Linked DNA regions of Danio rerio: region 1 is linked to region 2. The links are chromatin contacts, called in public HiChIP or PLAC-seq maps. All regions are on one chromosome and are shown on one strand. The core of a region is the stretch at or near the end of the contact, and the rest is flanking DNA. Distances in the headings are between cores, read along the strand shown.

Region 1 (4,794 bases), core at 154-2,653, 73 kb after region 2:
GAGCATTTCTGATTGGCTAATTCTCCATCTGTATTAAAAACTGATGCTGTTTACAGTATGACAATTCCTTCCACGAACAATACATAGTCACTATTATGAAAACAAAACAGTGTCACTGTTTTGAGGAAATACATTATTGAGATATTAGTCATTATTATAAGAATTTTACAGACTCCTATTTGTTTTGCGAATATTAGCATACAAACAGAATTTTTGAACTGGCCTAACAGTTAAATACTCTATCACTTTAAATATAGCTATGTTTAAAGGGATAGTTTACTCTAAAAATTTAAATATAGCCTACTGACTGTTACTCAACCTCAAGTGGTTCCAAACCTTTATGAATTTCTTCTGTTAAACACAAAATACATTTAGAAGAAATGTTGACTTCCAAAGTAGGAAAAAATATTACTAGAGAAGTCAATGGATACAGGTTTTAAACATATACCAAAATTCATTTTGTGTTAAACGAAAGAAAGAAAGAAAAAAAGACAGAAAGAAAGAAAGAAACTTTTCCTTTAATGCAGGGTGCTTTTTCTGATCTGAATCTTAAATATCAATTATTTAAAAAGAGATAATATAAATATACATTTGACCACCCCTACATCAGTTCATTGTGGACGCATAATCACACCAATCAGCCTGTTAGGCATTGATAGACAACATTACTGTTCACAAGACTTTTCCTCATAAAATAGGTGTTTGTTTCTGTATAATCTAAATGTAAAGTCAAATTAGATGTGTAGTTTGTATAGTTTGAATTACAGTAACCTTTAAAATAGCTAATCAAAGGATACTGTGGATCAGAATACACAAAATATCCCTCAGTACACTTGAAAACTTAAATACCTTTTTGCAAGTGAAGGGCATAAAAATGGACTGGAATGCAGCCCTACACTTCCTGGATAGAAAGCCACAGTCCTGCACATATTAGCTTTAATCCTAATTAAACACACCTGATCAAACTAATTAAGTCCTTCAGGCTTATTTGAACTTAAAGTCGACAGGTAAGTGTGTTGAAGCAGGGTTGCTGCCGCTGCCCTCCAGGAACTGAGTTTGACACCCCTGTCATAAAAGTTTGAAATCACCTAGGAGGGGAAAAGTTAATAGTGAGTACATTTTCATTTTTAGGGCAACGATCCTTTTAAATGTATGCTACGTTGTTTAAAAAGGCATCTGTCTCTTTAAGTAACGTTAACCACATGGTCATATTTGTTAGCCACTCCTGACACTGAACTGAATTTATTGAAAAGAAACTGAAGAGCTCTAATGTTTCAACCTTGTTAGTTTTAACTTTTCACCCAATCTAACGACGACCCTTAGTGGTTCTAAATTGAATTACAGGACGACGCGGGGGAGGCGGAATAAGCCCGGCTGTCATACATCTTTTCCCCTCTGTGTGCAGTGTCTGTCAAGTGCACTGCTGCCTATAGGTTGTGTTGTGGGCAGTTTCAAGGACGAGAACAGGCTCACAGTGCGCAAAAAGAGGTCCATTTTAAGAGTGATGGCGCATCAAGAGCATTTTCTAAAGGTAAAACTTTTCTCTTTCCACACCAGGCGTTGCCTACGTATTTCCTTTAGTTTGATGCATAATGAGGGGTGGGCGCATGGTTTAGTTAGCAAGCTAGCATAGGGGAAAGCGGCTGCTCGCTGAGTATATCGATTCAGCGAACCGGCAAAACCACATAACTGTAAATTTATAATGATTCTTGGCGTATATCATGTATAATATCAAGCGTCATGTATACTGAATTGTATTAAGAATATTGTAGTATGGCTATTAATTTACAGCACGCCGTTTACAGTTAACTAAAGGCTGAATAGACAGTGCTGTAGGGCGAAACGTCCTGACTCTGCATGCGACTCAGGCGATAAGACTCTTGGCAGTTCACTCGAGCTCAGCGTGCTAGAGTTGACAAAGACAGTCAAATGCGATCTGATAGCATGAAGCTTACAGTAACGCCAGTCTTTACAGCAGCACGTGCATTCGATTAAACCTAATAGATATAAATAGGGTATAAAAATACGCTCTGATGGTTTTGACCCAATGTGAATGATCTTTTTAACAAATTAACTGAAAGGGCCGTTCGGTAAATATTGATGTTTAGTCTTAGAAGGTCAAACCAATAAATGTAACTAGTAATTTATTTTATATAAAGCATTTTAAATGCGTAGTATGTTGTAATAACAAACAATAAATGAATGTGAAAGTAGATATGTATTGTATATGCATGTCTGTGTGTGTAATATATATATATATATATATATATATATATATATATATATATATATATATATATATATATATATATATGTATATATATATATATATATGTATATATTACACACACAGACATGCATATACAATACATATACATGCATATACAATATATATATATATATATATATATATATATATATATATATATATATATATATATATATATATATATATATATATATGTATATATATATATATATATGTATATATATATATATATATGTATATATATATATATATGTATATGTATATATATATATATATATATATATATATATATATATATATATATATGTTGAAAATCTTTATATATATATATATATATATATTACACACACACACATGTATACACAACACATATCTATTTTCACATGCATTTAATATATATATATATATATATATATATATATATATATATATATATATATATATATATATATATATATATATATATATATATATATATTTTTTTTTTTTTTTTTTTTAATGAATCTGTAACCTTTTAACTTGTTATTAGTTGGACAGGCCAAAATCACATTATGGCGGTAAAGCCTGCTACTGTACACGCCAGGTCAGTTTGTGTTGGATAATTAATAACATTAGGTATCAGATATCACAACAACACGCCACTAGTGTCCAGTTACCTTATATAAGACATTAGAGGGATAACCTTCCATGTTGACAGTATTGTTACATTGACATTTGGTTTTACCATTTCATGATAAGATTTTCTATGATATAAAACTGTAAATTTAGCTTTTACCTTATTAAAAGTAATTTGAAATTCACTGTGACAAGTCCACCACAAATTGCTCGTTATTTTTATTTAACTCAAATGTGACGCTTAAAGATGACATTAAATATAAATGTGCATTTTCTAAACATGTTCACAACATTTTAAAAAGCAAATGTAAGTCTAAAACGCTACAGAATTTACAAACCAAATATAAGTTCATACCCATTGAATTGACACAATATAATGAAATCAACCCATAACATAACAGAAATGCTCTTAATGCTTGTGTTCTATATGCATGCACTAGATAATAGTTTAACACATTTTGATGATTTGTTTTACTTGCTGTACATTTGCAGTTTCTTTCTATGTACTGAAACAGTAAAGCATCCGGACTGTATGGATAAAACAAATGGGAGCAATTGCCATTTCTCAAGATCAACTGCCCCTAGTACTGTAGCTGGGAGCATTTCTGTTGGGTTTTGGTGATTCATCTGTGCTGTGAACTTGTGTTTGCTTTTAATTAAATTTTATTGTGAGAAACTGGGCCACCGTTGGTAACAGTAACTGTAGTTTTATTGTTAATGTAAATATTCACATGGACCCTTTCTCGTTTAAACCAGTTTCCCAATAGTGGAAGTTGGGTAAATGTAGAATGCAGTAAATGGGAGAGTACAACATATAATCTTTTATTGTCATATTTGCAGAAATGATAAAAGCAAAACTCTACAATGACATTATTAAGACTTTCAGAAAAAAGTAGTATGAGAATGCATTAGAAACACCTTGCACATGTGATAATTAGTTTTTTTGTAATTTGATGCAAAGATGATATAATGCATGTAAATGCATATAAATCTACATACATTTTTAAAAATCCAAATATTAACAACTTTCAGTCTTAACAGTCTTTTGAAAACGGTCCATTAAGTACCATGTTAAGTTTGCTTGAGTTTTTTTTTTAATTATTTATTTTCCCTGACTTATTAAAATCCTGACTTTCCTGATTTAATATGATTGAGTCTAATTATATTAACTAAATTATGAAGTCTCTACTAACTGATCTTAATGCAAATAGTGAAATCTCACAATGTTTTTAATTAATACTTGAAAACATTTGTTATTAATGAAACAAACACTTCAACTTCATAAAATAGGAAGTGTGCTGTTATGATTTAGATTATTTTAGTACAATATCTGATTATTACTTTGTATGTGTGTGTGCACATGATTTTTCTTTCTTTTTTTTCTTTTGTAGTCCAGACGAACAGATTGCTAGACAGATTAACCCACTGGCCTGCATTACTGTGGATTTACTCATCAGATTCGATTATATTTAAAGGCAGCTACTCTGGCTTACATCACTTATAACATACAGTGTGTGTTGTGGAGAGTTTATGTGATGAATGAAGTGATAAATAAAAATGCTCTAATTCATACTAAAAACAGTAAGCAACGTGACTCTAATTTAGCACATATTGACAACCTCAGTGGTTGTGAAGCAACGAAGTACTGCTGTAGGTCATTGAAGTCTTAAAAGATGCAGAAAGGGCCATTCAGCAGCTTTTTAAAGTTTCACAGCCAGTCCTGGGCTATTTTTCACTCTGTCTCTCTGAGCAGGTCTCCTCTCTGCGGGCTTTGACATCTAGCCAGAGTTTTTCAGAAAGCTCGGCCTTCTCTTCTTCTTTCACATCACTGTTCTGGTTGCCCATTGGTGTAGATCACATCAGACAATGCAGGCAGGGCTTCCAGAGTTCAATGAACTCTCGTTTAGCAG
Region 2 (5,167 bases), core at 439-2,938:
AATGTTTTCAAACAAAAACTCTAAGAAAAATTAAGCATAATTCTCACAAAAAAATTAAACATCAATAACTGTTGATGACAATAAACATATTATAATAAATATTATAGAATAATATTATAATAATAAATATTACAATTAATAACAATGAGAAATAATATGACTATAAAATGTGTGCATGGTGAGCAGCATCTTAAGAATATGCATTTGTAACAGTTTGAGATCTTGTTAGGCATTTTTGAATATACAAACATGAAAATGTAGGCTTAATAATAATAATAATAATAATTCTAACAAACAAGTTAATAAATAATAAATGATCAATTAAAATGCAAAATTAAAATAACATTTAATCAATATAAATCATCAGGGTTCCCATTGAAAGCCAAATTCCCAGATTTTTACTTACTAAACCTGAATTTCCATGATCTATAAATATAATAAATGGGAAAACAGGCGGCTGTTGTGCTTTGCATACTATTAGAATGGTTTTAGCTTGAATGTCTTTTTGCATGTCTTTAATAGTTCTTATGAGAACAACAATATATAACTTAAGTCAGATTTAAAAATAAACCTGATGTACATACAGATTGTGTGGCTGTGAGGTGAATTATCCATCTCCCATATTTGATAGCTTGATAGCAGTTTTACCAACTTTACATTAAATTTTTCTGCCATATTGTTTTTAACACCCAGTCCTTTTCAAGTATTTATTTTGAAGCCAAAGCTATTAAATGTATAACAGGTAACATTATAACAGGTACATTCCAGCTATTGTGTTTAACGTAAATGTCTACTAGATGATAAATTGGAGCTGGAAATAGCCTGACCCTAACAATAGGTATAACATAGAGATAAGGGCAAAGTTTTGGTGGCCCACACAGCATTTAAAAATAAAAAAACCTCTGCAATATGTCACTTCATCTCGCAGGCTCTGGCCTGAAAAAAGTTAAAGACTCCTCCTGACTAAGTGTACACAAATTTTATTTTTATCAAAACTTGCTTTATTATCTCCTCCTATAACTGGTGCATTATGGCATTTTATGTCAGTATAATTCATTATGCAGGAAACAATAAACCAATCAATCACAATGCTTAAAATCAAACAGTAAATTAAATTGTCAACACTGAAAAACCATGAAGGAATTAGTTTAGTCTCACTCGATAGTATTCTTTTCTACGTTGGTATATAAAAATAAATCTTTTTTTATTTATTTAAAAACCCTTAATTCCAATATAACATTAATAAATCTAAGAAAAACAAGATGACATCCAAGACCCATGTCACCTAAATCCTGTCTCCTCAGACTCATGTGATACTGGACATCTGACACCACGACCATCCCGAACTATAGCTTCTTTACCAAATGATATGGGCCATTTCTAAATAATACACCGACCACACACACAAGCTGCATAAATAAATGATTAAACGAGTTGTTTATGTCTCTCTAACACCAATGTTTTGGCTAAGCAGCTCATCTAACATCCACTTACCACCGGCTAATTTGGGTATTCGTCCGATTTTGTTGGTTATTTCAGCGGTGAGGGTCCCAAAGTCCTGTTCGTACGCTTCAAAATCTGAAGACATGTTGTATTTTTAGTTTTAAAAGATTAAAAGAGCGATAAACTGAGCTGCGTTACACACTGTTGCTTGTGTCTGCTTCTTATTGACGTCCGCGTCACTTCCGGGTGGTGTCACGGGAATTTGTTCACGATTTCTTCCTGTCAATGGTTCCGCTGTGGGGTGAGTCGTGCGATTAATTGTTTGGTCTTCCTCGTTGAATTGCGTGTAGTTATTTTTGAAAACGGATTTAAGCTTTGACAGTATTACGATTGGCTAAATAGCGCGTTCACTGGGTCATATTAAGCGGCGCTGTCATTTTTCTTGGACTCTGACCGCACGAGGAAACAGTAGTCGAGGTACAGTATGTGTCAACGATTAATTTTTCATTTCAGTATAGAGTACAATTAACGATACATGGGTCATAATGAAAGATAAATGACGTCTTACATGTGTTAGTAACCTTGTTTTTTTGCCTTGAAGCATGTGTCATTGGTTAAGGTCTGCTATCATATAGATTGCTAGTTATAGATAAGGTCATTTCTACAGTTAAGACTTCAATATTTTACCTCATAAAATTGAATTATACCGCCTTTTGGTTGGATTTAAGTTTGTTTAGTATTTGAGCTGGACTGATTTACTTCATGCAGACTGACAGCAGACTGTTATTTTTTATGGCGTTTAAACATCGTGCGCTTTTGCCTTTAACCTTTAACCTTGCGTGTTGCACCAAAAATAGTGGAAGTAGTAAAATATAAACTAAATTATGCAACACATGAGCATAGAAACAAAGTTTGGGTGTGCCTTGGAAACAAGGTGTGCTGCCACTGAAGCACAATATTTGACAGGTAACATTACCCATTGTATTCATCACTTTATAATTGTAGTTTTCGTTTACAATAGATTCAGTTTTGTCATAATGGCAGTCAATGCTAAACAAATTAGCTCTAGAAGGCATATAGATAGTGAAGTAAATCATAAATTGATGTGTCTGACATGTCTAGTTTTGGTGTCGGCATTAAAAATGAAATAAACAAAAAAAATTTAATTTATATACATATTAGAAAACACTAAATGCAAGTGTCTACTTTCGGGTTTTAGATAACGTTCATGAAATTAAATAATGTTCTGTTGTCATTCACCTCAATTTAATGTAATTTATGTTAAAATTTATTAAAATACGATCGCTTCACAGCAAGAAGGTCACTGGTTTGAGCCTCAGCTAGGTCAGTTGGCATTTCTGTGTGGAGTTTGCATGTTCTCCACGTGTTGGCCTGGGTTTCCTCTCTGGGTGCTCCAGTTTCCCCCACAAGTCCAAAGACATTTGGTACAGGTGAAATGAATAAGCTAAATTGGCCATAGTGTATGTCTGTGAATGAGAGTATTCCCAGTGATAGGTTGCGGCTGAAAGGGTATCTACTGCGTAAAACATATGCTGGATAAGTTTGTGGTTCATTACGCTGTGGTGACCCCAGAATAATAATGGGCCTAAGCTTAAAAGAAAATGAATGAATGAATTAATGAATGAATAAATGAATTAACATACTTAAGTAATTCTTTCATTCATCAAAAGAGCCTGTGTGCTCAAACGTTACACACTGTGATAGATTTAAAAACTTGCTTTTGGAGTGGGGGCATCACGGTGGCTCAGTGGTTAGCACTGTCACCTCACAGCAAGAAGATCAGTGGTTCGAGCATCAGCTGGGTCAGTTGGCATTTCTGTGTGGAGTTTGCATGTTCTCAACATGTTTGCGTGGGTTTCCTCCGGGTGCTCCGGTTTCCCCCACAGTCCAAACACATGCGGTACAGGTGAATTGTGTAAGCTAAATTGTCCGTGAATGAGTGTGTATGGATGTTTCCCAGTGATGGGTTGCGGCTGGAAGGGCACCTGCTGCGTGAAACATATGCTGGATAAATTAGCGATTCATTCTGCTGTAGCGACCCCAGATTAATAAGGGGACTAAGTCGAAAAGAAAATGAATGAATGAATAAATGAATGCTTTTGTAGTCATCAATGCCTTTTATACATATTTTATAACAAAATAAGTGAAAATAAAACTCTGAATTAAATTAGATATTTAAACAAGTCATAATAAAACAAATCAAAACACTTGCTACAAAATGTATTAAATAATCAAAATATGAATTGCACGTTGAAATTAAACACTGAGAAAATAATCATGAACATTCTAAATTGTGTTTTTTATTAGTATGGTGGATTTAGTGGTAAATGTGTCAGTATATTTATTTGACTTATTTGGAGTGTCTTATTTAAATTGTGGTTAAAAAATGTAGACAGATTATTGTTAGCTCAGAAAAAAATAAAGCAAAACACTGTTACGGACAGCAAAAGTGTATTTATATTACACTTTTATTGTTTTGATGTTTGATAAGTAAGGACTTTTAAAAGAAAAATCACGGAAATTACATTTGGATTTCCCATTAAGTTTAATCAAAGAATTGATTTAGTGAAGGTATGTTATAATAATGCTGGCATAACAATAATAAATATTAACTGACAACAAATAACAAAGGCTAAGAAAGGTTTCATCTGAATCACAAAATTAAGAACTTTATTAAGCATGTTAGGTAGATGAATGGAAGAATGATAGACAGTAGGAAATTCAATCCCTAACTAATTTTTCATGTTATATAGAAATTAACTGGAAGTTCAACAAAGGTTAACTATAGTAAAATGGCATACAATAAAATTTTGAGGTTATTGATCAAAGTTTCAATCTTCATCTTTTTTATTATATAATCTTCAGCATTATTATTATAAACTCTTAAATCTTGTCCTCAGATGGATGGTCTGGCTTTAGCTCGAGGATAGTGTGATCAGAGGATTAGTAGGAAAGGATGCCACACAGAGTCTGCAGCTCTAGGAAGTGGCTGGCCCCTGTGACTGGTGACATAGCCGATCGCTGGTTGTTTCGGAGAAGACAGAAAAGATGCCCTTTGACCTCTTTAAGTCACTGCAATAAACGGAGACAGCAGGCCTGACTACTTCATAGCTGTAACACTGAGGACCTTAAAGACACTGACATACATCGTAACAATGAATATACTGTCTGCTATAATCGTGTTTGAGAACCTCCATGAGGTCAAGAGGCTTTTTCACTGGGGTCCGATCATCGCTCTGACAGTCATCGGCGTTTGTTCCTCCATGGCCATTCTGGACTCCATTATCTGGTACTGGCCACTGGACACCACTGGAGGAAGCATCAACTTCATCATGCTCATTAACTGGACCGTCCTCATTCTTTACAACTACTTTAATGCCATGTTTGTGGGCCCTGGTTACATTCCCCTAGAGTGGAAACCGGTAAGTAGTTTTTTTGAGGACGTTAACATTTGAAAAAGATTTTTTGAAAGTCACTTTTGTTTCCAGATGCTGCATTTATTGAATTAGATTAACAGATAACAGATATAACAGCAAAACAGATTTTTTTAGCATCAGTTCACTTCTTTAGTGTCATATGATTTTGAAGAATCATACTAATATGCAAATTTCTCATGATTGTGCTGTTTGATATTTTGGTGGTAAACAGAATTCAGTTTGTTCAAGATTCTAGGAATAATATAAAATCCATTTATTAAAATCTG

Evidence for each region. HiChIP or PLAC-seq counts read pairs in DNA pulled down with a chosen protein or histone mark.
Region 1: a contact with region 2 is called in an H3K4me3 HiChIP or PLAC-seq map of embryo, with 3 times the contacts expected there. The contact joins the promoter of gpam here to the promoter of vti1a in region 2. A contact is called at or near these places in 2 of 4 datasets of contacts at active chromatin or transcription factors (caudal fin and embryo).

What each region holds. Positions count from the first base shown.
Region 1 is chr12:33,388,400-33,393,193 of GRCz12tu, forward strand. gpam (glycerol-3-phosphate acyltransferase, mitochondrial) reads left to right here and starts at 1,404. Exons shown (of 22, transcript XR_012388065.1): 1 at 1,404-1,531.
Region 2 is chr12:33,315,214-33,320,380 of GRCz12tu, forward strand. It overlaps vti1a (vesicle transport through interaction with t-SNAREs 1A), which reads right to left and starts at 1,689. Exons shown (of 8, transcript NM_001313750.1): 1 at 1,495-1,689. The coding sequence starts at 1,588. zdhhc6 (zDHHC palmitoyltransferase 6) reads left to right here and starts at 1,712. Exons shown (of 11, transcript NM_001204157.1): 1 at 1,712-1,920; 2 at 4,365-4,886. The coding sequence starts at 4,620.